Regions from separate parts of the Mus musculus genome. Here regions 1, 2, 4 and 5 are each linked to region 3. Evidence: chromatin contacts called from public HiChIP or PLAC-seq, Micro-C and promoter capture Hi-C data. All regions are on one chromosome and are shown on one strand. The core of a region is the stretch at or near the end of the contact, and the rest is flanking DNA. Distances in the headings are between cores, read along the strand shown. Region 1 holds the start of Rgma (repulsive guidance molecule family member A). Region 2 overlaps Chd2 (chromodomain helicase DNA binding protein 2). Region 3 holds the start of Mctp2 (multiple C2 domains, transmembrane 2). Region 4 holds the start of Chd2 (chromodomain helicase DNA binding protein 2). Region 5 overlaps Rgma (repulsive guidance molecule family member A).

Region 1 (5,405 bases), core at 37-2,536, 1.1 Mb before region 3:
CTTGTGAGGAAGGTACAGATCACCATTTCCGCTAGATGGCGATATTTCCCCTAATCCATCCGCTTCAAGACACCCAATTTATAAAATAAATACAATCCAACGCCTTCCGAAACCACACCACATAATAACAGCACACAGGCTCCCATTAAAGTTCCAGTCTCAGGAAACTGACTCCCTCGTCGAGAAAATCTAATGCAACTACTCTAGTAAGATGCAATCAAGAGTTGCATCCAAGTGTCATTCATATTTGCACCGGTCCCCCAATACACCTGTCCCTCTACCCCTAGTTAACACTCAGGGATGAGCCATGGCTCAAGTCAGGCGCTGAGTCCTCGTGGTGCCTTGCCTTCCTCTTAGGAACGTCGGACCTTTTGGGACCCTTGCCCCTTAGCCACCACCCCAAGTCTAGCACACCGGACGCTCCTAAGCAAGGGTCACTCACACTGTACAATGTACAATGCCGACGGCCCCGGGGCAGGTGCGTTCATTTCCAGCTTCTGCAACCCGGGCCTGGGTTAAGTGAGAGAATCCGGTTTCACCGTGGGTCAGCGGGGTGATCAGATCTGTCAAGAGCTCTGTGGGTCAGGGGGGCTCTCGCCTCCGGAAGAGGTGGCCGCGCAGGAGAGAGAGCTCCAGGCGGTACACAGTGGGTGGGACAGGCGCCGGGTCTGCCCAGCCACGCGCAGCGCCTACTGCCCTCATGGCAGCATCTTAGGGGGCTGGGGGAAAAGAAAAAACACCAAACCACAAAACTTTCCTGCTGCCAAGTGCGAAGGCGAGTCATCCGAGGCAAAACCCTAAGTGTGTGAGATGAGACACCGGGTTGGGGGAGCCACTAATCAGTGAGGCGGCGGAGCGCAAGTGTCCGCAGCGCCTTGGGGACCTCAGGACCCCGTGCCCCCGCTGTCCGCGCTTACCTTGGCGGCTGCATGAGCCCCTCCAGCCCGCGGGGGGTTGGCGCTGGCGGGGCTGCGCGCGAAGACTAGGTGTAGGGCGGTCGCTCGTGGGCCCCTGGGTGAGGTGGGAGGGGCCCGGCTGGCGCTGGTCCCCGCAGCTCAGCGGACTCAGTAGCGACCCGGGGCGCTCCGCCTGCTCCCCGGCTGCATGCCTGCGAGCGCCTGGAGGAGCGAGCCTCAGGAGCGGCCGGCTGGCCAGTGCTTCCCGGGCGCAGGGCTCGGGCGGCGTAGCTTGCAGTTCCGAGACGCCTGCAGAGTAGGGCGGCCCGGGCTAACCTGCTGCCTCGCCCGGCCTGTCGCCGCCACCGCCACCGCTGAGCGCGGCGTCGCGAGGTTCGTTTGCGCGCGGCAGGGAGGGGGCGGGCCGGGCACCCCGGGAGCGGGCGGGGGGGCGAGCGCGGGCGGAGCGGAGCAGAGGGAGGGGGAGGGGTGGGGTCTGGGCTCCAAAGGCCCCGCCCCGCCGCGGTCCCACCCTTGCTGATCCGCGCTAGTGGGTGTGTGAGGACGTAGGGGGTGAGCCTGCAGAAAGCGCACACTCTCCCTGCGGGCTCGCGATCCCAGGGTTCGAGCAGCAAGTGCAGCGACCCTCCCTTCCGCTAACGCATCCAACTTTCTTAACCCTGAGCCAGGTGGCTTGGAGTCCACGTTTTCAACCTGGGAGCCTACGGTGGTTAGAGGTTTCCAATCGTGGATAAATATTGACATCTGCCGAAAGTCACCTTTGTTCTATAGGGATTTTACTCCTATTTAGAATCTTATTGGAAAAAATAAATAATATGTATATTGCATGCACAGTGCGCGAATACACGCAGTCTGGAGTAAACAGACTGTCTTGTACTCCCCCACCCCTCCCTCTGCAGTCCAGCTCAGAGGTAACCTCCGGTCACAGCGTCTTCCTCCCCCGCCCCGCACCCTTCTCGCATAGATTGCCAGAGGAAACTCCGGGCTTCTCAAAAGGATTCTTCATGCAGCTCACGCACACAGTGGAGAGCACAGCCAGCCGCCAGCAGCTCATCTCCAGGGTCTCACCCCAACACCACGTATAGGTCTGAAACCCTAGCTGGGGTGTGAAGTCAGCCGGGACACACAGCTCACACTCAAATTATCACTGAACAGTTAGCGCTGCCAGGATATTTTATACAGGGGTTACGACCCGATCTTCTCTTAATCTGAACCAAGCGCTGGAATTTTGATAGGATGAGAACTCTGTATTTAATGAAAAGGTATCGTCCGTATTAAGACCCTCGTCGTTATTTATGCTGTGGTCTTAAGGGATGTGGTTTTGAACTCAATGTTCTGCGTTTATTGGCCAAATGAATTAGACTAGTCTATAACTGAGCTATAAATAAACTCCATGTGCTTTTAGCAGGAAGGGATTGGGCCTTGCAGTTGGCCCCGTTTCTAAAATTAGCCTCGACCTTGGACAAATCTTTTAGGTCTGCTGAGCCTCAGTTTCCTTGTCTATAAATAAGGGAGTTGTACAAGAAAGTGTGTGTGTGTGTTTACATTTCCTTTTTGTACTCTATCATCCTCTGCTTGGGGACACTCCTCCAACCCTGTCCCCAATTCTCAAATCCCAGGTGTTGTTTTCCCTAGCTCTGACATCAATCTGTAATTATACCTTTATTTGTGGCCTTCTCATCATACTCAAGAGATCAGGAACCACCTTGGGGTCATCATGCCATCCTCAGCACCCAGGAGAGCCTGGTGTATAGCAGAGGCACAATAATTGTTATCACTTGGGTCATTTTCTTCCTCCTCCCCCTTGGGTTTTGGTTGTTTTGTTTTGTTTTGTTTTAACACTTTGCAGTCTTAGTCGTTTATTTCCTTTTTGTACATTAGGCCACGAATCTACATGCAATGGGCTCCAAAATCTCCGGCTCTTTTCCGTAGTCCTCACAAAGAGTGCTTCTCTGGATGGCACAGGCTGGCCCTTCAGCTGAGCCCAGGTGCCCTTCTCCTTAGCTTCCGTTTTCTTCTGATCGTTCTCCTTCACCCGCTTCAGGAGTTGTCTCTGCTCTTTGAGTGCTTGATGTGCTCAATCCGCACATTGATCCTCTCGGCCAACATCTTGCCCTTAACTTGCTTGTTTACAATTATGCCCATGGCATGCTAGTGACATTGTAGACTCTCCTGGGTTTGCTGTGGTAACACTTATGGGGCATTTCTTTTTGATCAGTGCACATTCCCTTGATGTCTACAATATCACCCTTCTTGTAGATTTGCATGTATGTGGCCAAAGGAACAACTCCATGTTTCCTAAAAGGCCTAGAGAACATGTACCCAGTGACTCTCCTCTTTCCCTTTGTGTTCGCCATTTTGGCGAGTTACTGGAAGATGGCAGCTGCCATGGCCGACCTCCCTCCACCCCCTGGGTTTTTAAAATGCTCTTTGGACATGACCAACATTTCACAATTCAAAAGCCATTGTTAGAAAGTAGCTGATAGGTTTTTTTCCCTCATTTTGGGGTATAAACAGTCCACTTCCTAGACCAAGAGGGATTGATCTCAGCTCAACCTTGGGTCAGTGGCGGAAGCCAGAGTGATTTACCTTGATGAGCATGGGGGGGTGAAGACAAGGACTATTAATGCCACTTGTTCCATACTCAGTTGTCACGGAACTCTCTGCACAGGCAGCTGAAATACTCCCATAAGCACTGACTTTAAATAAGGCCATGGGGTGTGTTGAGTGTGTCTATAACAACCATGCATGGCTTCAAGAACCATCTAGAAACATTCCTAATCTAAAACTCCACGGAACTTTTGTTTTTCTTTCAACTCTAAATTCCTTAGGAACAGGAAGCAGGCTAAAATGAGTTTAAGACCGTTTCGTTTGTTTGAAATACAGCGGTAGCAAACTAGGACGTGGAAGCCACAGGTATATCTATAGCAGGTTTTCTTCCTCCTTCCTCCCTTCCTCCTCCTCCCACCTTTTAGTTTATCTGTGTAGCCCGGCTGTCTTGGATTTTGCTCTATGCAGCAGGCTAGTCTCGAACGCAGAGATTTGCATACTTCTGCCTCCTGAGTGCAAGGATTAAAGGCGTGTGCCACCACACCCGACCCCAGTTTCTCTTCTGATGTGTAGAGTAGTAGAGGGTGAGTTAAAAACCTGGTTTCATAGAGAGACAACTGGAGCTTCTACTCCTTCCCGGCCACTCTTTCCTTCTTTTTGTGAGAAGAAAATCTTCTTGCTCGCAGCGGCGGCGAGGCCGATCGCCAGGCTGCCAGTCGCTGCAGCGGTTAGGTGCGAGAAGAGTCAAGGGCTGGCGAGAAGTGTCCTGCGTTGGCGCAACCGGGAGGCGGCTCTCCTCCGAGCACCACGCCCGCGGGCGGGAAAGCTGGCGGAGCTCCCGGGGTGTGGAGCAATTTGCTGTTTCTGTCTGTTTCAAATGAGTGGTGGCACCTGCTGGGGGAGAAGGCAACCTCAGGAAGTGAATTCAAGATGAGTCGAGGAAAGATTCCTTCTTGCCTGATTGACAAAACAGGCACATGGCGGGGCTGTCTCTTCCGGGTTGGAATACCCCCGCTTAGCCTATCCTTTTTGATAAATTCAAGTATAGAGTTGTAAAAGTGTAGCTCGGAACTCAGAGTATCGAGTCAGAACCCTGCCAAAACCCTGGGGAAGAGAGCCACCCGGGCTCACCCTTGGCCCCAGTGACATCTGGGAAGGCAACAGGTGCTGGGAACTTGCCCTGCTGGATGGATGTCCCTGCTGGGGTTTGGGGTTAAACATTTCACCATCAGGCCCTGGGCTGGACCCTGCATGGAAATCCTGATTGCAAAACAGTCTTTGCCCTTAGGCACCTGTAGTGTAGCTGGAAAATAAGAGCAAAGGGATCTCTCTGAGGAGTGGCAGGCTCCACCTCCATCCAGGTAGACCCCTCCCTTCAATAAAATAGTCCCAGTAAAATCTGCATTTGCAAATGCTCCTTTAGGTCTGCCTCCTGGCCTTCCCCTCCAACCCTTGACACCACGAAGCTGTGATCTGCTAAAAGAAGCAAATGTGGAAGGGAGGGACATAGCGGCATTGTCTGACTTCATCAATTAGATTTTATCGGGGCCAGCAGCTGTGGGGTGTGTTGGGTTTGTGGGTCAATGGAATGAGGAACATGTAGGCTGTGTATGCCAGAAAACCACCCGAAAGGGAGATATTTTAGCCAGGCCAAAGGTGGCAAGAAACAACTGAGTTTCAAACGATTTACACCAGGTCTAAAAATGGACGCTGAGGTAGTAATTATATCCAGTTAGTTTCTGGGGACCGCTGAGATGGCTCAGCGGGTTAGAAATGACTGCTGCTGGAGCTTGCTGCCAAGCCTGAAACCTGAGTTCAATCTCACTGAGTTCAACTCCCAGGACCCACAGAATAGAGAACTACAGCAAGTTGTCCTCTGTCTGCCATCTTTGCTGAAGGCTGAGCCAAAGAAACTCATAGAAGGTAGTTGAGTTGGAA
Region 2 (5,189 bases), core at 336-2,835, 1.2 Mb before region 3:
ACTGTGGAGTCTAGTGTGGCCTGGAACTCCTCCGTCCTTGCGCTGGGATTATAGGCCTGGGCTATAATCACTGCTGTAGCATTTTCCTTGTTTGAGTAATAGAAAACAAACCATGCAACAGCCTGAACAAAGGCAATTGTAGTTATCTTTTTGCTTATTAAAAAAGTATCTTGACGCAAAGAATTCAAAAGACAAAAATTAAGGTGCATAACATTTTCACATTGATTCCAAACCTTGGAATACATTTCTTTTTTTGGTGAAAAAGAATTATGTGATTGTGTGACTTCATCAGAAGGTGTCTGAACTTTTCTGGGGGTGGGAGGGAGGTGGACATAGGATATCATGTAGTCTACGTGGTCAGGATGACTCTGAACCACTCCTTCCCGTGCCTGCTGTTGGGATAAGAGGCTTGTGTTAGCCGGGCGTGGTGACACATGCCTTTTATCCCAGCACTTGGGAGGCAGGTGGATTTCTGAGTTCGAGGCCAGCCTGGTCCACAAAGTGAGTTTCAGGACAGCCAGGGCTATACAGAGAAAGTCTGACTCAAAAAAAAAAAAAAAAAAAAAAAAAAAGGCATGTGTTATCTTTTTTTGTGGTGTTGGGTTTGAGCATTGCTGATAAATAAGTACGTCATCAGCTTAGGTACTTCCCAGCCCACCACATAGGAACTTGTAAGATTTTATTTGAGGGCTGGTGAGATGGCTCAGTGGGTAAGAGCACCTGACTGCTCTTCCAAAGGTCCAGAGTTCAAATCCCAGCAACCACATGGTGGCTCACAACCATCTGTAATGAGATCTGACTCCCTCTTCTGGAGTGTCAGAAGACAACTGCAGTATTCTTACATGTAATAAATAAATCTTTAATAAATAAATAAATATAAAGATTTTATTTGAGAGATGTGTGTGAACAAAATACTTTGCTTTCACTTTAAAAAAAATAACATCTGAATAAAGTTTTGTTGTCTTTTAAATTTAAGCTACAGTCTAAAATGCAATTTTGTATTCATATTACTTTTCATATTATAGATGATATTAAATTGTAGGCAGTAGTGAAAAATTTCAGAGTATATGAAGTTAAAAGTCAGCCACTTGGAGCTCTTAAGGCAGAGGAGTTGTTTTAGTGTTCAGCAGAGTTGCTGCACAATGGTATTTGGCATTTATGTGGCATCAGATGGCTGATGGCTAGGAGTAGGGAAATTTACATTAGAGTTTGTTTGTTTACTTACTTATTGATGTGAGACAGGATCTCTCTATAAATCCATGACTGGCCTGCAACACTGTGTAGCCCAGGCACCTCAAACTCACAGCTGCCTCTGTCTTTATAGTATTGTGATTAAACACATGTGCCAAGATACCTGGCTTTGTGTGTGTGTATGTCTTACTTTGTAGCCCTGGCTGTCCTGGAACTATGTAGATCAGGCTGCCCTAAACTCATAGAGATCCCCATGCCTCAGCTGCCCAGGTACTGGGACTAAATGGCATATGCCACTACACCCTTGGCTTGTTTTTATTTACTGCCTACAGGCAGTTGTATGGAACTATGAGTAGCTTGGAGTCCTCACAGTCAGTAAAGGCGTCACAAGTTTTCTGCTGAGTCATACACAGAGTTTCTCCTCTGTAGCTGGGTGTGGGCAGAAAGGCTGGAGCACAAGCCTCCTTCTCTCCTTTCCCAGGTTGGCCCCCTGTGTGGTGAGCAGCTAGTTATCTGCCTCTTTCACTGTACTCCTAACTCCTGCCTGGGTATTTGGGATAATTCTAAAGTCATTATTTTGGGAATACATTGAATTACAGAATTACATTGGGTTCTAGTTCTGAAATGCCTATTCTTGGGCCACTTGTAACTTTTAAAAGTTGTTTTCTGTATCTGATTTTTGTTTGTTTGTTTGTTTGTTTGGTAGGTTGTTTTTTATTGTTTAATATTCTCTCCTTTGCTTAGTAATACTGTGGGGGTCTTGTTTGTTTTTTGGTTGATCTTTTATGAATTTTTGCTTTTTTACCCCATTTTCTACTTGTTTTTTCCCTAGTTAGGATTTCAGTCTTTAGCTCTGGCTGTCTTGGAATTCACTGTGTAGACTAGGCTGTCTGACTTTGAAAGCACACTGATGTGCCTGTCGATGCCTCCTAAGCACTGGGATTAAAGGCATGCTGCACCGTGCGTGCCTGGCGAGGCATGGGCAATGTAGTCATTATATTCAGACTTTGAAGAGAAACAGCGGGACCTGTTTCCAGTGCTGTCCTAGACTTGGAAATGCCTCCTGTTGTGGGAGTCATGCTCTCTCCCTGCCCTGCCCATTATACCTGGATGCTTTGTGATTGATTTCCTATTACAGTTTCAGAGAGAAATAGCCACATGGCTTAGAATGTTTACTGGCTGGCTCCCTAGAGAAAACACCCTTCCTTCCCTGTAAACATTCACTGGCTGTGCTGGCTTCTTGTCCTCTGCATATACATTGCTCTGAATTTCTGAATGTTTTCATGACATTTACTTCAGTTTCTGTTGTGTTGTGTTGTTTTGTTTTGTTTTGTTTTTCGAGACAGGGTTTCTCTGTATAGCCCTGGCTGTCCTGGAACTCACTTTGTAGACCAGGCTGGCCTTGAACTCAGAAATTTACCTGCCTCTGCCTCTTGAGTGCTGGGACTAAAGGCGTGCGCCACCATGCCGGGCTAGTGTCTGTTTTTAATAAGAGCCATAATCCTGCTTTTGCTTTTCTAACATCTCTTCCACATGTTTAAACATGATTAAACATCTTCACACCAGTGTGCCACAGTCCATTCAGATTCCTTTTGCTCTTCTGTGATTTTTATCTAAAAAGCACAGAGCATTTGTAAGCATAATAATCTCTGGGGAAGAGAGTAGAAAAACTAAACTCCTCAGCTGGACCCTCCTGTAGAGTTACATTTTCAAATCCTTGGTGAGAGGCAGAGTGCTAACTGCTGCTAGTGGGCTAGGACAGGTATACCAGGGCGAATGCAGAGGAGGCCCTCATCTGCAGATCCTGGCTGGCTACTCTGCCTTGTGGCATGGATTCGGTGATGCCCCTCTGCTTGGCTTTTTTGTTTTTGTTTGTTGTTTCTAAGTTGAAACTGTAAGCATCAGGAAATTTAGAATTCCTCCATACTTTACATTTACTGGAAGAAATCAGGGTCACGTTTTAGTTTAGCAGTGTTTGGGATACAGTTAATAGCGGCGAAGGACGTTTAAGTCCTTCATTAGGATAATACTTAACTCTTTTGAAAGGATACTACTTTCTCTCAAATGTAGCAAAACAACCCTTTGGATATTTACATGACTTTGTTTGATTGAAATAAATGTTCTGATAATGAAAATAGCGAGTAGAGTTAGGGAAAGGACTCAATGTGCAATCTATTCATTTTGCAGATGTGGGAAGAATATCCTGATGTTTATGGGGTTAGGAGGTCAAATCGAAGCAGACAAGAACCATCACGATTTAATGTTAAGGAAGAGGTAAGAAAAGACGGATTCAAGGATTTGCACTTCAGTTCCCTTTTCACCCCATCTGCGACTGGTGTGTTTTACTATTAAAGAGACAGCTTCAGGTGTGGCAGTTTAAAGCGCCTCTAATCGGGCCTTTCTGTGATAAGTAGGGCAAGAAGTTAAGTAAAAACTACTCACCAAATAAGTCATGTTTCAATCCAGTAGTTATGGTGTCGGATGCTTTTAATTAGAACTTGACTTTGAGTGAAGTTGATTGTGGTAAGTTGACTTTAGACATCTTGTATTCTGTCTTAAGTGAGTGACTTATCTGCTGAACACATGGAACATGGAAGTGGTTTGGATTCACTTCAGAGAAAGGAAAGAGGGTGCTCAGTGTATTTTGTATTTCCTAGTTCATGTAAGTTGTAGTGTGAGAGAGAAAGTTATTTTCTAATATACTCATATTCTGGTCTCATTAACTTGAGATGGAATACTTTTTTTTAGTGATGGGGCAGAACCTTGGTTCTTGAGCATGCTCAGCAAGCACCCTATCTCTTACCTCCGTCCCCAGTGCCCAGATTTGTGACTTTTAAAGTCAGTATTGTGTACTGGGTTCTTACATCTATAGAGTTGCCCTTGTTTCATGCTTTCCAGATTGTATCACTATTTTGTGAAATCTCTCCATATTAGATTTGTAGAGTAAATTCTGAAGGGCTATTCTTACTCCTGTCTTAGTGAAATGTCCCCTTTCTGCCTTAAGAGGATTTTGCACTTCTTAGCTATGTAACATTCTTTTGATGGAAGCTATGTATTGACAGCCAAATGCTGGGGAGTTAGGTACAGGTTTTATTAGGTGTCCTCAGAAAGTCAGATTCACACCAACACCTTCATGTTTATGCATTTGAGTTGTGAGTGGCTTCTGAGCTGGTGAGCCTGGGCTTCCCTTTCCCGTAGTTTCCAGACCACTGAACCATGCTCCTTGTATCCAGTTACTGTGTGTACTCGTCCTGTCTTATACGTCAGTACATCCTTAGCAGGACCCAGGACTAACAGCAGTAGGAACAGTGCCATTTTGGTTCATTTGGGGGAAGACGCTGTCACACTGTCTGTGACTATAATCCTTCCTTGGCCTAGTGCTGTTAGTTCTTCATTCATGATTGCTGATGCTCATTGAGTCTAAGGTGACTAAATCAGTAGGCAGTGCCTTTAAGGCGCATTCATTAAATTTGGTATTTTTTTTCTAGGTTGTTAGATCTACAGTGGTTTGTGCAGTTACTGCTAGCACATGTGGCTTTTAAAATTTATATTTAGAATTATGTAAAATTTAAAATTTACTTCTCAGCCCTAGAGTAGGCACATGTCAAGTGCTGAGTTCTATGTGGTGGCTGGCTCATTGTGTTGGAGGGACATGATTTAGGTAGTTAGTTGTATTTGTATTTGATGTTGCTGCTCCACATGATTCTGAAGTGTAAACACGAGAAAGAGACACTGTATTTTCAAAGCAAAAGAAGAGTGGGCTGCACCTAGCAAGTACTCAGGCTTCATTTCATCTAAAGTCTTCCTGTGAGTTAAAGTCTAATCATCTTTCCCCTCCCACACTGAAGGCAAGTAGCGGGTCTGAGAGTGGGAGTCCGAAAAGAAGAGGCCAGAGGCAGCTGAAAAAACAGTAAGTCTTTATCATGGGGAAATGACCTAATCTGACAGTTTTAAATATGTCTGCGTTTATGGGACAATCTTTGTGTTCTGTCTGTCCC
Region 3 (4,939 bases), core at 499-2,998:
TTTGCGGGTGCAAGCAGAAGATATCACCTTAGACATCTCTGTCTGTAGCCCTTTCGCTTTCTATAGCATTGATGCTTGCAAAAGGCTGGGAGCCATTTTCAGCTTATGGTTGGGCTGCAGGAACCGCAGAACAGGAACTTCACTGGGGCGGGAGATAAAGACAAAAGTCTCTTGTGAGGCTTTGTTTAGTGTCTTAATTCATTTGTATCTTTAGTCAGCTTTAAAGGAACAGCTGCTGCTTTTAATAGGCTGCTGTTCTCTTGACTTTCTCCCATTAACTTTGCTCTCTAGAGGGTGTAGGACCGTCAGGGTAGTGGATACACCCTGTTTTGCTTGCTGGACTCTTCTGGGACCTCAATCCAGGCTTTCAAGCAGAGTCTGGGACTATGTCTTTGTTTTAAATCAGAAATATTATGACCTGTCTCAAAAGCTTGTACATATTAAATAGGATCAAGTATCCCATTGCATGCATCTAGACGAGGGCAAAGTTGACTTCCTCACTTCTGGCTATTGAGTTAGTGGACTTTTCAAGTCCAGGCAGTGGCTTTCACTATTTCTTCCTACAGTCAAATACTTTCCTTCTTTTTCACCCCTCCTAACTTCCCACCTAAGAGACTTAGTCATTACCTTATCTTTACTGAATGGTTGATGTGGACCAGAGGCTGGGTACTAGCTTTAGAATTTCTCAGACCCTATGAGCTAGTTATATTTAAATTGAGATTTATTAGAGGGAAGGTTGCTGTCTAATCCCTGGGTGATCTGCCTAGGTACAGTTAGTTGTTGGGCCAGGATTTGATTCTAGGGCTTTCTGAGTTCAGAGCTCAGAATTGCACCAATCACACTCCCCTGGCGTCACAGATTTCCTATCCTCACAGCAGCCTATAGAATGCTAAATCTGTCCCACAGCTAGGTTACCATTTCAGAAACTCCTGTATCTCTTCTCAAAACTACTGCTCCCAGGAAAGGTGATTCCCGATCTTCCCAGAGTCTTCTGTAGCCACCCATAGGCTCTCAGAGCACAGGATGAAAATGGGAGTAGGGTGGGGGTGGGGTAAGGGTGGGGGTGGGGGGCAGCAAAACCGACAAAGCCAGAAGGGAGCAAGACAGGGGCGGGGAGGGGGGGGAAGCACAAAAATTCAAAAGGCAAGTATTTACTGAGCACCCGAGGATCAAAATCTCAAGCGAGTGTCTTTAAGTCTCAGAGTCCTCAGAACAACTCCCAGACCACAGAGCAGCTCATCCTTGGAGAAGGGGACAAGGCCCAACAGATCTGGGTGAGTGACTTCCAGCCACCCTCACTCACATGGCACAGGTTTCCTAGGTTTGGTTCCTAGGGTTGTGGTAGTGAAAACGGAAGCTGTTCTCTGCCTGGTGGTCTTTTAGGAACGGACTAGGAGCACTGTGAGATCTTCGGAGCCTCCGTGAAGAAAAAGTGTTTAGTAACTGCAAGTTTGCAAGACTACACTCCTGTTTCCTTCCTTTTGACTTTTAGGACACACCTTCCTCCCCCGTGAGCCAATCCAAGCGAATGATTTCGGAGTAATCGCGCTCTGCACGCCCAGCTAGCCTAGCGAACAGCCCAAACTCCTTCGTGTCACACCTGGAAGAGTCACCCGCAGCTGCCCCCGCGCTAGCTGGGAGGCGGCTCCAAGGTGACGCGACCGCCTCCTCCCCTTTAAGGCGGGGCTCACAAGGGGGTGGCCGAGGAAGTCCCGCGGCTCTTGGGAAGCTCCTGTGTCCTTTGCATCAGGGATACTTGGTGTTCTCCCGAGCAGTGACCACAGCCATAAGGGACAGCAACGCTGGATCCCACGCAAGTGAGGGGCGCGCGCCCGCCGCCCTGTGCTGGCCTGGGGACTCAGCCTCAGACAGGTGAGATTGGTGGGTCACCTGGTCATGCGTATGGGCAGGGTAGCAGGGTCCTGAACAGTCTGATACTGAGGCTAGACTTCTTTCTGCTTTTAGCCAAAATGGGAAGTTACCGATTTTAGGGTCCGGGGATGGGATTTAATGTCATTCCTAACCCGTGGTTGCCGGCTGGGGGTTAAGAGAAGTGTCTTTTGGCCCAGAGACAAGCATGAAGTGTTGGCGAACTTGTGTTGGCAGTCTGTCACAGCGTTTCTTAACATTTTAAAGGCCGCACAGCAGGGCTTCCCGGAGTCCGGTGGAGTTATCACCCCATTGCTTCCCGAATCTGGACTTTGTAGAGGTCAGTCCTTTGATTGGATGGGCTCTGGTGCATTCCGAGTTCCTGAAGATGTAGAGACTCGCGTTTCTGTCTTTGCGTTGGCATTTGCTCACTTCCAGGACTGTGGAAAAACCTTAGAGTAAGCATAGGTTATGAGCTCTCAGCCACATTATCAAACAAAGCAAAAGTGATGACGATTGAAATGAATTTGCAAAACGAATGTTTCTGCAGTTCGTTCCCTAACGTTGTCTACGCTGTCCAGTTGTTAAATAAAGCTCAGATTTCACAAGATGAGTTTTCTCTGTAAATGGACTAGCTCCTCTGCGGTATGAGGATCCCAGCTGCACCTGGATGCTGGATCCTGCGTGCCCTCCAAGCTACAAGCCTTCAGACATTTTAGGTGCTAAAGAGCTGCTCCGTGAACCCTGGGGCATTAGAGCTTTGGTTTCTCCAGGCATATGAAAATGCAGTCACGATTTATTCTTTGGGGTCTCTGGATGATGATACAATCAGTATTCAAGGCCTTGACTGGGTCAGTGGCAATTCAATTAAACAAATATTGTACACCTGCTAAAGGCAAGCCATCTAAAGAAGAGGCTGAGCTAGTGTTTGGTAGCCAGGTGTTGAGACAAAGGAAGGGAGGGTCCTAGAATGTCTACAGCTTACAGGTGGTGTTTAGAAAAGCCTGGGGCCACATTGATGATTGCTTCAGTATGGTCACCTCAGGTAAAAGGTGCCATATAGGGAAAATGTAAGTCTTAAAGGAGTGTGGCATAAGCCACATTGAAAATAATGATGAAACCTGTCAGTAAATAAAGTTAAGAATTAATGAGGACCAATTATATAAAGGGTTCTATAGGTAAATAGGGCCCAATTATATAAACAGACACTTCATCTTATGGCATAAAATACACATAGTAGACATTAATTCCACCATACAGATGAGAAGTGGAGGCAAAAGACAAGCCAGTAGGTTGGACAAGGAGGTGACCTAGAAATGGAAAATGGATACACCTGTGTGCTGTTTTGATAATCCATGCTGTAGTAAGATCAAGCGATGCAGATGTCTGAAAGATTGGCTGGAAATGAGAATTCAATTATTTTCTCAAAATCTGCTGCCTCAGGTTAAAGTAGGCTGAAGTGAGAACCAGTGGTTTTGTTGTTATTGTGCTGGTAAACTGTGCCCTACCCGGGAAAAGTAGATGGATGGCTATTTTTTTGTTTTGTTTTGTTTTGTTTTGTTTTTTGGTTTTGTTTTGGGGGGGGAATGATTATGTCACTTCTTTAGTCTATCTTAAAAGGACTAATATGTACAAGTGGGGTTGGTAACTTCATATGTATTCTTTCTATGACATATATTAACATACTTCAACAATTTAGCTTAATTTCTTTCCTTAGCTGGGAAGTGACTAAAGGTATCATTGTCCCATGGAAATGACCTTGTGTTTACAAGTAAATACAGTAACATATTTTAACAGTTTAGCCTAATTTCTTCCCATAGCTGGGAAGGGCATAAAGGTATCATTGTTCCTTTGGAAATGACCTTGTGTTTGTATGTAAATCCATCTCTTATTAATAGATGAATACCATTAAAAGACTGCATCTGTCTTTCCTCCAGCCTATCTCAGGAAACAGAGCACATTGTGCAGCCTTGGCAAGGCATCCTGAGCATCCTCATGTCCTGGTTGTGTAGACGTTATTGCACCTCTGCTGACCACATCTCATAGTGCATGCAACATGGAGCTTCTAATTAATGTTATTACGCTCTGTAAAATAAGTAAAGCTAGAACTCAGAATCCTGTCTATTTCCTGTCAAGGAGAATGTTAGCATTCTTAAAACCTTTTTCGCAATTACTGCTAACTGAACACAAAAATCAAAGGTGTCCACAGTTTAATTATTTTTTTGAGGTGTTGCCAGTTAACTGATGAGAAATGGCTTTTGCCTCTGTTGAAAGATCAGATTACACATTCGGCCTGGATCACATGGGTTTGGTTTCTCTATTTCCAATGAAATTGACAGGGCATCCTGAATTCCTCTTTATGAACCTTTAACATCATCTGCAGGAGGTGTGTATAAACCCACACTTGATTTGATTACAGACCAATGGAGATAGAGCTGGACCAGAAGACTGACGAGATGGAGAAATAGTCAGAAAATCCAAAGGGCAAAAGTGTGTTTGGACACTTTTGTGGGGCTGAGGATTCTGTGTGTCCTGAAAGGCAAAGCATTTGGGCACCCTCTTGGAGAAAACCAACACAAAATTCAAGTATGAAGGTGAATATTTATTTAAATGAGGATGAACTAGAGAAGAACTCGAGTCTCTCTCTCTTTCCCTCTCTCTCCGTTGCAATCTTATTGGGCAATTTATCAGAAATGTTTACAGAGCAATGCTTCCTGTTTGTTGTCTGGCTTCCTCTCTCTTGAGACTTCTTAGCATTTAACAGCTGCTTGGACCACAGAGCCCAATACAGGTCTTAGGCTACAGCTAAGTGAGGGACAACTTGGTGTTTGGAGGCCAAGGACTTCTAGACCCTTGAACAGAGAAGAGCTAGCTGGGTGGAGCGGCAGAGACTCCTGGATTGTTAGAGACTTTTAGCACCTATGCCTAATGAGCAACCTAGATATGACCTCTAAGGTCTTCCAGGGATCTCTTGTCTGTTTAGTTACCATTTGCTAAGGATTTCCTGTATCTTAAAGTGAGCTAAGGGTCTTAGTGCTCAGTTCTCATTGTCTTCAGGACAGGGCTCCAC
Region 4 (4,943 bases), core at 1,573-4,072, 1.2 Mb before region 3:
TCTGTGACAGGAGAACTTAAAATATGTGAATTCATTGATTCTGTCTTTGAGAGGTTGTTACAATAGTGCTGTTTCATTAAAGACTTGTGTATGGTAGAGAATATCTTCAAAGTGGATAGAATTTTCTGTTTGAATAAGATGACTGTTACTCCAACAGAATTTTTTTCTTCTAATTTTTTATGAAGCACCCCGCTTGAAGAGTTTGAAATGGACTTTACCACTGAGAAATCAAGATGGCAGCCCATTATGGGGAATTGAGGAAAATGGATTAATGCAAGAATGCTGTAATATTATACAACCAACACAGGATTCTTTTAATGTGGATTCCATGAAATGAATGATTCTTACCCAACACAAATGGACAGTGGAATTTACTTCCTAAAGACTTGTTACATGTCATGTACATTTTTGACATCTGGAGAAGACTCTACAATTCTACAAATGGTAGTTTGTATTCCTGGAATTTCTTGCAGTTTGATCTGAAGTGACCTTATGGAATGTTAACTTTAATAAAATCTCTAAAACTTAAAAATTTCTCAGTTTGGGCCTTTTATAAATTTTTTCAGTGGACGTTTTCATTAAATGTTCATTTTACCTTGATAACATTTTGACCTTTATAGCTGCTGCTTTTCATTAAAGTATACTAAATAAAGCTGGTAAAATGGAATGGTTTTGTTTGTTTGGGATTTATGTGTATTAGAAAACCTGGATTTTTCCCGTGATTAAGTGGAATGGTCCTTTGGTTAAAATAGATATATTCTCTCTCCCCCTTCCCCCTTTCTTCTATTTAAAAAAAAAATTATTTTTATTTATTTTTTATTTTTTCAGGACAGGGTTTCTCTGTGTATCCTTGGCTGTCCTGCAACTCTGTCTGTAGACCAGCCAGGCCTGGAATTTGCAGTGATCTTCCTGCCTCTGCCTCCTGAGTGCTGGGATTAAAGCTATATACACCCAGTTTGGCTGGCTTTTTATTATAGGGTTTGAATAAATTCCTTTGAGTTTGGGTCATTTCAAAATATCTTGCATTTTAATCATTGGGTAATGGTAACTTTGAATGTGTCAGGAGATTATAGTGAATATATAATATAAAACAAAGTGCTGGTCTCATTTCCTGTATAGTCCAAGACAGTCTCAGTGTCTTTCAATTTTTGTTGATGAAAGTCGTCCTTTGCCATGTGAAATGCTCATCTGAATATTTGAGTTATACTAATTTGTATTGTATTGTCTTATATTAGAGGTGTATTTTTAAAGTCTTTGGGTATACATTAAAGGGCTTACCTAATATGACAGTGTAATTTATTTACATTTGAAAAAAATTCTTGTTTTTCTTGTTTTGTGCAGTTGGGAGTTTAAATGAATTATACCATGCTTTAGATTGGTTACCCATGGTTGAAATCAAATGCCAGATTTTCATTGATTGCTACTTTGGTAATAAATTTGATAAAGCAGTGATGGGGACTTTGTTGACCAAATGACGATTGGTGGTGTTTTTCTCAGTATATAGAACAAAGAATGAAATAGTCTGTTATTAATGTAAACTACCTTAGAATACACATCTGTGGTTAATACAGATGCAGTGTTTGTTCTTTGGATGATGTGAGGTGGTTGATATTTGTAAATTGAAAACTTGAGTTTTTGGATTTTGATGGAAATATGTTTGTAGACTTGAAACTGATTTTTTACATTTTCTTAGATTTAACATAATTACGTTTGGTAGTGAAACTAAAATGAATTCGTTTGCTGGAGTGTCATGGTTTTGACCAGTAGGGTTCAGTAAAGGAATGTTTTTAGTTTTTTCGGCATTTGTATGTGGTTGGTTACTTGTGTGCATGGGAGAGAATACTTTGTTGCATTTGTAATTTTGTTTCTATAGACCTCGTGCTTCCATCTGGAGGGGGTTTGTCTTTGACAGTTGATAATTGGCTGGTAGATGTGGCCTATTTAAGTGGCGGTGATTGATGAAATGTGAGTGTACTTAGAATTCGATTTCAAACATGAGTGAAAGGGTTCTTTTGATTTTGGAGTTGAGGTTGAGTGTTTGATTTAAAGGTGACCAAGGTTGGTGTAATTTCTTGAATTCGAAGTTATTAATTATGCCCAAATATATGTAAGAAGTAAATATGTTTGATGTGTGGCACTTCCAAGATTAATGGTTTACAAAGAAGTTTGTTTCTTCTGGGGGGGAAAATGGTTGTATTAACTTTTGCTCTACTGCAGTTGAACACTAGGGAGGCGCTCTTGAGTTGTAAAAAATTACCCCTTCCTTCCAGTTGAGGTGGAAAATTCCCCCTTAATCTTTAGATGTTTTTAGGCACCATAAAGAAGGCAAGAGTTGATTTAATTTATGGTGTTGAAATGTTGCTTCTATTTACAAGCCATTTTACCCATGGTGGGGTGTTAATTATTTTAAAGATTAGTTCTTAAACTGAGCTTTAGAGTCTCTTGAAATTATCTTTATTTCAAAATGGCTTGATAAAACTCCACTTCCTGTCCAGGGAGGAAGTTATTTTAGCTCAAGGACTGAAATATTTAGCAGATCTTTAGACAAAAGGAACAAATTACATTTCTCTCTGGCTTAAAAAGGGTGCTTGAGCCAGAGGGGGTTAAGAAGCCCTTCCCCCTCCCTCTGATGGAGTGGTCTGGAGGGGCAGGGAGGTGTGGAGTTGGGGGTCTTCTGGCTCTCTTGGATGGAGAATCTGGTTCTTTTTCTTTCTTTCTTTCTTTTTTTTTTTTTTTTGGTGGAGATGAAGGGGTGGGTCTATGGTACATCACCTGAGTTGTGGGGTAAATGTAGAGAGTGTCAATCAAAGGCAGAGCTCTCAGAGCTGGGAAGGAGGCTCTAGATGGCGGCTGTGCCTTAGAGAGAGCGCGCTTTGCTCCCTGCTTCGGTTCACTTTACGCAACTTTCCCTAACTTTCGGGCAGCCTCAGGGGGCCCCCGCAGCCCCCTGCCTCTTCTAGTGACTTACTGGGGTCGATCCGAACCTTTTTTTGGGAGAAAAGCTGCTTTTAGGAGCTTTCTTTTCGTGCCTTGTTGGAAGAAGCTGCCGTATTGAGAGCCCAGGTCGTTGTTTTTTCCAGCTTAGAAGCCATGGCGCACCTCCATTTTTGTGCGCTCTCCTAATGAGGTTTTTTTTTCCCCTTCCGGACCTGTTTTAGTATTAATTATTGCTTTATTTTTTGACAAGTCAACATATTTGAGGATTATTTCATTTACTTTTTGTTTTTTAACGGAGAATTTTGCGTTTTTAAAAATTATTTTGGATCGGATATTTTTCTACTACTAGATAGGACTCTTGCTTTGGACCTACTACATGGATCAGGTAAGTCCATGATAATCAGTGATAATTTTAAAAAAATTAATGTTGAACTTGGCTTTATTTACTGTAAATATGAGAAATTCCTGGATGACGCAATAAGATAGAGAGATTGTTATTTGTATCCAGTGTGTTACTTTTGAGAAACTTTCCTTATTGATAGTGATGCTTCTGTCGTTCAGTTTATCCCCCTCTCATTTTAAAACGGAAAAATAGAAATATTTTGTTTTTCTGGTGTTTATCGTTGTTGCATTACATGAATATCGCTAACATCGTCAGGACTTTGTTCCTGATAATAAAACCATCCGCAGAAGCTGGGACCTCACCTTTCTTTCAACTTTTGACAGTAAATACCTGGGCACAGGACTTCAAAGCAAACACAGATTCCCCCTCCCCCTTAATATTTAAGAATTAAAAGATGATGAGAAATAAGGACAAAAGCCAAGAGGAGGACAGTTCGCTACACAGCAATGCATCGAGGTATGAGCTATCAACTTTCTTTCTTTCTTTCTTTTTTTTTTTTTTTCGGGAAACCTCAGCTTACACTTGTTTACTTTGACAGACATGGATTGCTGTCTGTATTTCAAGAATTTTCTAACTTGGGTTGGTTTTTAAAGCGTGACCTTGAGATTGCTAACATGCCACACCCTGATTTTTTGGTATCAATTTATGAAAGTTGAGTTGTGACTTAAGGCCTCTTACAGCATTCAGAAGGTAATGTACTTTTCTCCGGAGGGGCCTTTCCTAGAAACTGTAGTTTTTCTGTCAGTAAATTTTCAGGTTTTAGGTTTTCATGCTGCAGAAAAATGACCTTGTCTGTTTAGCCATTGCTGCATTGCACCATTTTACATACAAGGCAAATTTTTTTCTTTGAAGAATCTGGGATATTCAAACTTGTAACCGAGGGCCATAGAGCAGCCTGGTAGTAGTAAATTATAGTAAATAGACATTTGAGAAAGTTATATGAATGAAAAAATGTACATTTAAAAACACAATCACAAATAGGACCCCTTGACTGATGCCTTTCAGTTTATATTTTTGATTGTTTCTTTTGATACACGTGACAATTAAAATTTTTTTTATGACTTATCAAAACCTTAATAAATAGTTCCTGAGATCATTAAATCTGTAACCACAAAAATTTTGGAATGCTATTAATACTTAAGCTTTGTGTTTGTTACTATGGCAATGTAATTGTATTTTTTATGCTTAAAATATTACAAGGTTTATGTTTGTGTATATTAAGACAGTTCTTTCTGGTTGATAATAATTGTATTTTATTTTATCCTTATGTTTTAGTTGGTGCTGCTTTAAATGTATCCATTTATTTTGACAGTGTCCTGTAATGCTTTCTCTTCTGAAGCTTTTTAATGTGCTGTTTGTTTAAATCATGATTTCTCCTTCATTCTTTGAAGTAGCTTATCAGTGGCTGAAGTAATAAAGCATATAAGATATTTTTTGTTGTATGACTGTATCTTTATGTTAATTTAAAAATGTGAATGCATTTCTGGATGTGTTCTTAAGAATTGTCATGTCATAGTTTTAAAATCATGCAGCTAACAAGAATGTGATTGGTATATGATCCAATTTTGATTTTACTTTATAATTTTACATAAAATTCTTGTTT
Region 5 (5,276 bases), core at 2,047-4,546, 1.1 Mb before region 3:
TCAGAGCAAGGCAGCAGTTTGCAAGATGATACTGACAGTGATAAGTTGGGGCCAGAAGTGGCTGTGCCCAGTGAGTGCCCTCTGCTACTTCTTCAGATGGTAACCTGACTCTGTGGTCTGTCAGTCTGAAGTGATATATATACAGCTGTCCTTCCTTAAGGGCCTTGGGGAGGGACCTCAGAGATGCCAAGGCTGGATTGTCCTCATAGGCCGTAAGTTGAGAGGCCCCTGCCCTCTACTCTACAGAGGCCTCACCTTGCTCCCCATGTCCACTGCACTAAGCCACCAACTGCAGGCTGCTTAGTGGTCAGGAACCTATAGGCAACCGGGCCCAGCATCAAAATCAAAAGCTGCAGGGTCCCCCTACCAGAAATCCCCAAAAGGCCGGGTTGGTTTTGTTTTGTTTATTTAATGTGCTATATATTTTTCTTTTCTTTTCTTTTCTTTTCTTTTCTTTTCTTTTCTTTTCTTTTCTTTTCTTTTCTTTTCTTTCCTTTCCTTTCCTTTTCTTTCCTTTCCTTTCCTTCTCTTTCTTTTTTTGTTTAAAGGATTTCAGGCAGTAAACTGGGCCTTCTGAGGCCAGTGTTCATGCACACATTGCTCCAGTGTGTGACACATCTTATAGCAGTTACAGCAGCTTGTGCCAACAAAGGAGAGCCAGCCCTGAACGCTTTCTGCTTGGCAGGAGGATGCTCACTGCCCCACAGTGGCAGGCTAACGCTCTTTTTCTGGGCATTACACACAAGAGAGTGGCATTCACCTCACTTGATAGCCAATAGGCCCAGAGTGGACATGATTAGAATCTCAAACATTTTCCTCTTTCTTTCTTTCTTTCTTTCTTTCTTTCTTTCTTTCTTTCTTTCTTTCTTTCTTTCTTTCCTTCCTTCCTTCCTTCCTTCTTTCTTTCTTTCTTTCTTTCATTCCTCCCCCCCCCCCTTGTTTGTTTGTTTGGTTTTTTTGTTTTTTTTTTTGTTTTTTGTTTTTTTTTTTTGGTTTTTCGAGACAGGGTTTCTCTGTGTAGTCCTGGCTGTCCTGGAACTCACTCTGTAGACCAGGCTGGCCTCAAACTCAGAAATCCACCTGCCTCTGCCTCCCATGTGATGAGATTAAAGGCATGCGCCACCATTGCCCGGCTTTCCTATTTCTTTTTTAAAAAAATACTTTTTACATGTGTGTGTGTGTGTGTGTGTGTATTATGCAGGCATGGATGTGTGCACGTGTATATCCCATAGCACGTATGTGGAGGTTTGAGAACAGCCTGTAGGAATCGGTCTCCTACCACGTGGGTTGTGGGACTAACTCAGGTGGTTAGTATTGGTGGCAAGCCCCTTCACCCTTCTGAGCCATTCAGCAACCCTGTTTTTCTATTTCTAATCATTCTGGGGCTGAGGAACCTCCTGGGGTCCCCTTTGACTCTCACGACCTGGGACCTGGAGAATTACCTCATCTAAGTACAAAGGTGCCTCACGGATCTTGGCCCCCTTCACAAGCTCAGCCGAAGGCACTGTTTGTCTTGAACTATCATTAACCCTCCAATCTTCAGCTATAATCTTGAGAATGATATCTGGACCAAGAGAGTCCATAGGCCTGCAGAAACGGTGGCCCTGTCTGGACTCACCCACAGGAACCCCCTGAACATGTCCTAAAATCGCTAGGGCAGAAAGGGTGCTTCCTGTCCCGGATGCTTCCAGCTGCTTCTCGGGGAGTTCTTTCCGTGCCCTCCTGTAGAACCCCCCAGATCTAGGCTAAAATGTAATGGCCCCACCCCACTTTCGGTATCTGATATACACAGAGGTGCCCCAGGCTTCCTTCTCCGTGCTACCTTCTCTGGCAGCTGCTCCTCTGGGAGCCTTGAGTAACCTGGCCAGCTTCATTCAGGGCCTCAGGAAGGTGGCTACAGGACACATCTTTCCCGCATCGGTCCATCAATCTCCCATAAACAGGCCCTCCTCATCTTGATTCTGTCTTTCTCTCACTCAGTTCTTCTATTTCTAATCACTGTGGGGCTGAGGAAGCTTCTTGGGTCCCTGTTGACTCTCACACTACCCGGTGAATTGCACCTCTTGATAATCTTTGCTGATACCATCATGCAACATTCCAGAATTTGTAAGGCTAGCCCCGCCTAAGCATAGAGTGTGTTCCGAGAACAGCACTCACACTGAAAGCATCTTTTGAGACTTCAGATGTCATGCGTACACCGCGCCCCGCCCAACCCCACCTGTGTCCAACTCTGTCTGGTGGAACCCTGGGTCTCCCATGTATCCAGGGTTCAGGGAGCATGTATGCGCTCATAGCTGGCCACTCACATTTTAAAGGTAGAGCTCCACAGTGCCTCCCAATTGGATTGAGCCACATGGCTCAGGCTCAGATGTCATTACTTTTCGGTGGATGGCAACCCCTCTGGGAGGCAGAAAGTCAAAGCAGGATCTCAGAATACTAAATGGACCCGCATGATAAGGAAAAAAAAATCTGCTCTGCTAGTACAGCAACAGATCCGTTTGTTCTCAAGTCCTCCTTTGAGCTGTTAATCAAGCCCAATCTTTCGGAATAATAGCCTGCTTATTACCACCCTGTTTGCATGACAAAGCATCCCAATAAAACTTATTTTGCCGGGGCCCAGAGGGGGTGTGAAGGATCAACCATGAGAAAGGAGTCTTAGGAATTCCTCGAGGCACTCCGGGGCCAGAGCCTAGGAATAAAGACAATGTAATTTGCCACCAAGAAAAGCCCAATAGACCAATAAATTACCCGCGTGCAAAGGGATTAGATCAGGTTTCAGAGGCCTAGGGGAGGGGCAGGGTACTACGGGAGGGAGACAGCCTTGCCTTCTCTTAAAGAGGTAAGTATCCCTTGGAACATAAGCTCCAGGGTCAAGACGTTTCCAACTCTGCCTGCACAGCGACTGTCTGAACTGATTTACTTGCTCGGAGATCTGGCTCCTGATGTGCGCTGGGAACTGTGATGGACGCCGTTCTCGGAACACACTCTGTGCTTAGGTGGGGCTGGCCTTAACGAATTCTGGAATGTTTCATCTAAGTCTGGATGGAGGCATGGCCTTATCAGTGAAGACTCTCAAGAGGCAGCTATTGCCCAACTTCAAATCACTGCCCTTTGCCGGTGCAACAGGAATCGTCCCGTCCCCCTCCCAGCCCCCACGCCCGCTAATCGGCTGGCATCCTGATAGATTCTGCCACCAGGGGGCACTAGATGAAAAAGGAAAGGTGTCCCTGGAGTCGCCACTGCTGGCGTTCCCACCACCCTTCTGCTCTCCTCCGGCCTCTAGCTTCTTTGCATGTGAGTGGCTCTGAGGTACTGTAAGCTCAGCAAGCTCTTTCTGTTCCCTTTGTCACTTGGCACTCTGAAGTGTAAGCGGTGTCCTGCTGTGTGCCTCGGCCTTTTGGAACCTTACGGTTCCCAAGCTTAGCTCCCTCGGTGGAACCGCCCTTGGGAGGGGGAGGGGAGTTCACCTTCCTGGCAAGCCTAGGAATGAAGCACCTGCAAGATGACCTCAGCCAGTGACGAGCTCCGAAAGAAAGCCCCAGCGGCAGGCAGCCCCAGCACCGGTGCTCTATCTTAGTGAACAGTAGGACTTAAGAGGCAATAGCTTCAGTTAGGACACAGGCGGGTGGAAGGAATCTTCTATAAGTCTGCCTGCCTCGGGGAGGGGCCAACCCTGAAGTCTGAAGTCTCCGTGTCCCTTTCCTCACTGTCCACCTAGTGCGGGAAGCAGACCTTAGATAGGATTCTGGAAACGGGTCGCATCAGCATCCTGAAGGAGGTAGGGGAAGGGCACTAAGTAGGGGTCTCCTGCTTATTCTAGTCCCACAGTAATGAATCTTGGTGGGCGTGGGGATGGAGTGGGGGTGTTACGGGACAAGGACAGATGCCCGAGGCTCCCTGTTGGCGCCGCTCCTGCAAGAATTTCACTCAATCATCCTGGCGTAAACACCCAGGTGTTTGGCCCCAGATCCTGAGAGGGACACACCCAGCAGACTGGATTTTTTCCCAGGTGCTGCGTAGCCTGCCTCACTTAATCTATCACTGCAGATCCTAGAAGGGATCACCGCTCCTGGGTGACATTCCAGGGCCAGGCAGCCTAAGGGCCCCAGAACCGCCACTTTATGGCAATGTGTTTCCCACCCGTTAGCTCTACTGGGAATTGTACGTGCTTCCTTCCGAGTCTGGTCAGGGGGACAAGGCTGAGAGCAAAAGGGAGCTTTGGGGAAAACCTCAGGTGACCCAGGAAGAGAAGGCAAAATTGTTGGGGGGCCGGGCCCTGGAGGGTGAACTCACTGCCTACCCAGCGTGGACAGAAGTGGCTAAGTGCCACTCCTAGAGCCGGGGGCAGGACAGTACTGCCTCCTCCGTCACACCCTGCCAAGGCTGCCCTGCCTCAGCCTCCACACATGCCAAGTTGTTGCAAGCACCCTTGATGACTGACTGCCAAGGAGAAGGGCACACCTCAGCTTTCCAAACAGGCCACCCTCCCCAGCTCCCACAGGAGCCGTGGAGAAACAGCGCTTGAGCAAGAAGGGTGGGCGTGGAAAGCCCTGACTCCGCCCTATAGTGGGAGGGCATAGGCTGCCTATCAACCGAAGGCTGAGAGCACGCCTGGGTAACGGGCCCATAGGGGGTCAAGCAAAGGGACAAGGTCCTCACCCCAGGAACATCCTGCTTTGGGGGAGAAATAAAACAGCCCTGGGCACGAGTGGTAAGGGAGGTAAGAAAGGTTTTCCCAGGACAATGAAGCTGCAGGTGAGAGCTGTGGTGGTTCTGGTTGAAGCATGACCCCTGTTACTAACTCCAGGCTCACACCTGAGGTGACAGCTTTATAGTCAGGACTTTGCTTCCAGCCATCTAGGCTTTTGTGCTCAGCGGCAGGTCAAAACACCTCTGAGGAGAAGAAAAGAAAAAAAGAAACAAAAACCCACCACAGAGGCACACTGTCTCCCTCCCTGCAGTCTGCAGGTACTGGAAGAGCGCATGCCAGGCTGGTATCCAGGTGGGAGGCACAACGCTGAACTCCTTTCTATGTAGAATGGCCCTGTAGTAAGTGTCTAGGTGTCCTAGCATGAGTGAAACAGGTCAGGAGTCATCACTGAACCCCTGCTGGCATGTCTCCCTGCCCCGTGACAGTGCCCCAAAGCTCCCTTTTGCTCTCAGCCTTGTCCCCCTGACCAGGTTTCCATCTTGGAAACCAAAGTTAGAGGACCAGAAAGGACAGGAAAGGCCTTTGGGGGCTGAGAAAGCACTGCAATGCACTGTGGGAACTGGGA

Evidence for each region. Promoter capture Hi-C pulls out the DNA fragments that hold promoters and counts their contacts. A called contact is a pair of places that touch in the nucleus more often than the background predicts. HiChIP or PLAC-seq counts read pairs in DNA pulled down with a chosen protein or histone mark.
Region 1: a Micro-C map of embryonic stem cells shows a contact between it and region 3, with 5 times the contacts expected there. The contact joins the promoter of Rgma here to the promoter of Mctp2 in region 3. A contact is called at or near these places in 5 of 39 promoter capture datasets (the 3T3-L1 cell line, hippocampal neurons, liver and 1 more), 3 of 484 Hi-C or Micro-C datasets (LSK cells, embryonic stem cells and liver), 6 of 115 datasets of contacts at active chromatin or transcription factors (astrocytes, embryonic forebrain, embryonic stem cells and 2 more) and 3 of 9 other capture datasets (adipose tissue, embryonic stem cells and pancreatic islet).
Region 2: a contact with region 3 is called in a promoter capture Hi-C map of pre-B cells, with 6 times the contacts expected there. The contact joins the enhancer-like site here to the promoter of Mctp2 in region 3. A contact is called at or near these places in 3 of 39 promoter capture datasets (liver and pre-B cells), 2 of 115 datasets of contacts at active chromatin or transcription factors (effector CD8 T cells and embryonic stem cells) and 1 of 9 other capture datasets (embryonic stem cells).
Region 4: a contact with region 3 is called in a promoter capture Hi-C map of pre-B cells, with 6 times the contacts expected there. The contact joins the promoter of Chd2 here to the promoter of Mctp2 in region 3. A contact is called at or near these places in 2 of 39 promoter capture datasets (liver and pre-B cells) and 3 of 115 datasets of contacts at active chromatin or transcription factors (effector CD8 T cells, embryonic stem cells and pro-B cells).
Region 5: an H3K4me3 HiChIP or PLAC-seq map of stem cell-derived neural progenitor cells shows a contact between it and region 3, with 7 times the contacts expected there. The contact joins the enhancer-like site here to the promoter of Mctp2 in region 3. A contact is called at or near these places in 5 of 39 promoter capture datasets (embryonic stem cells, hippocampal neurons, liver and 1 more), 2 of 484 Hi-C or Micro-C datasets (LSK cells and Sertoli cells), 8 of 115 datasets of contacts at active chromatin or transcription factors (embryonic forebrain, embryonic stem cells, epiblast stem cells and 2 more) and 2 of 9 other capture datasets (embryonic stem cells and pancreatic islet).

Annotation. Positions count from the first base shown.
Region 1 is chr7:73,371,401-73,376,805 of GRCm38.p6, reverse strand. It overlaps Rgma (repulsive guidance molecule family member A), which reads right to left and starts at 1,286. Exons shown (of 4, transcript NM_177740.5): 1 at 918-1,286. The coding sequence starts at 931. A730056A06Rik (RIKEN cDNA A730056A06 gene) reads left to right here and starts at 1,032. Exons shown (of 2, transcript NR_040325.1): 1 at 1,032-1,289.
Region 2 is chr7:73,514,002-73,519,190 of GRCm38.p6, reverse strand. It overlaps Chd2 (chromodomain helicase DNA binding protein 2), which reads left to right. Exons shown (of 39, transcript NM_001081345.2): 4 at 3,379-3,465; 5 at 5,040-5,101. Among named protein-coding and RNA genes, the nearest start is that of Chd2, 25 kb to the left of the region's middle. Within about 2 kb of position 1,585, at least 150 of the 459 cell types and tissues checked have an H3K27ac peak or open chromatin away from gene starts, as enhancers often do. A contact at or near this core is called in embryonic stem cells, liver and pre-B cells, where this site is marked.
Region 3 is chr7:72,303,404-72,308,342 of GRCm38.p6, reverse strand. It overlaps Mctp2 (multiple C2 domains, transmembrane 2), which reads left to right and starts at 1,748. Exons shown (of 23, transcript NM_001024703.1): 1 at 1,748-1,872. It overlaps Gm39035 (a long non-coding RNA gene), which reads right to left and starts at 1,481. Exons shown (of 5, transcript XR_882214.2): 1 at 1,304-1,481.
Region 4 is chr7:73,539,625-73,544,567 of GRCm38.p6, reverse strand. Chd2 (chromodomain helicase DNA binding protein 2) reads left to right here and starts at 2,822. Exons shown (of 39, transcript NM_001081345.2): 1 at 2,822-3,322; 2 at 3,664-3,796. The coding sequence starts at 3,735. Chaserr (CHD2 adjacent suppressive regulatory RNA) reads left to right here. Exons shown (of 5, transcript NR_037569.1): 5 at 186-4,770.
Region 5 is chr7:73,397,706-73,402,981 of GRCm38.p6, reverse strand. All of the region lies in intron 2 of Rgma (repulsive guidance molecule family member A), which reads right to left. LOC115486533 (a long non-coding RNA gene) reads right to left here. Exons shown (of 2, transcript XR_003946803.1): 2 at 1-5,276. Among named protein-coding and RNA genes, the nearest start is that of A730056A06Rik, 25 kb to the right of the region's middle. Within about 2 kb of position 3,296, at least 133 of the 459 cell types and tissues checked have an H3K27ac peak or open chromatin away from gene starts, as enhancers often do. A contact at or near this core is called in Sertoli cells, embryonic forebrain, epiblast stem cells and 2 more, where this site is marked.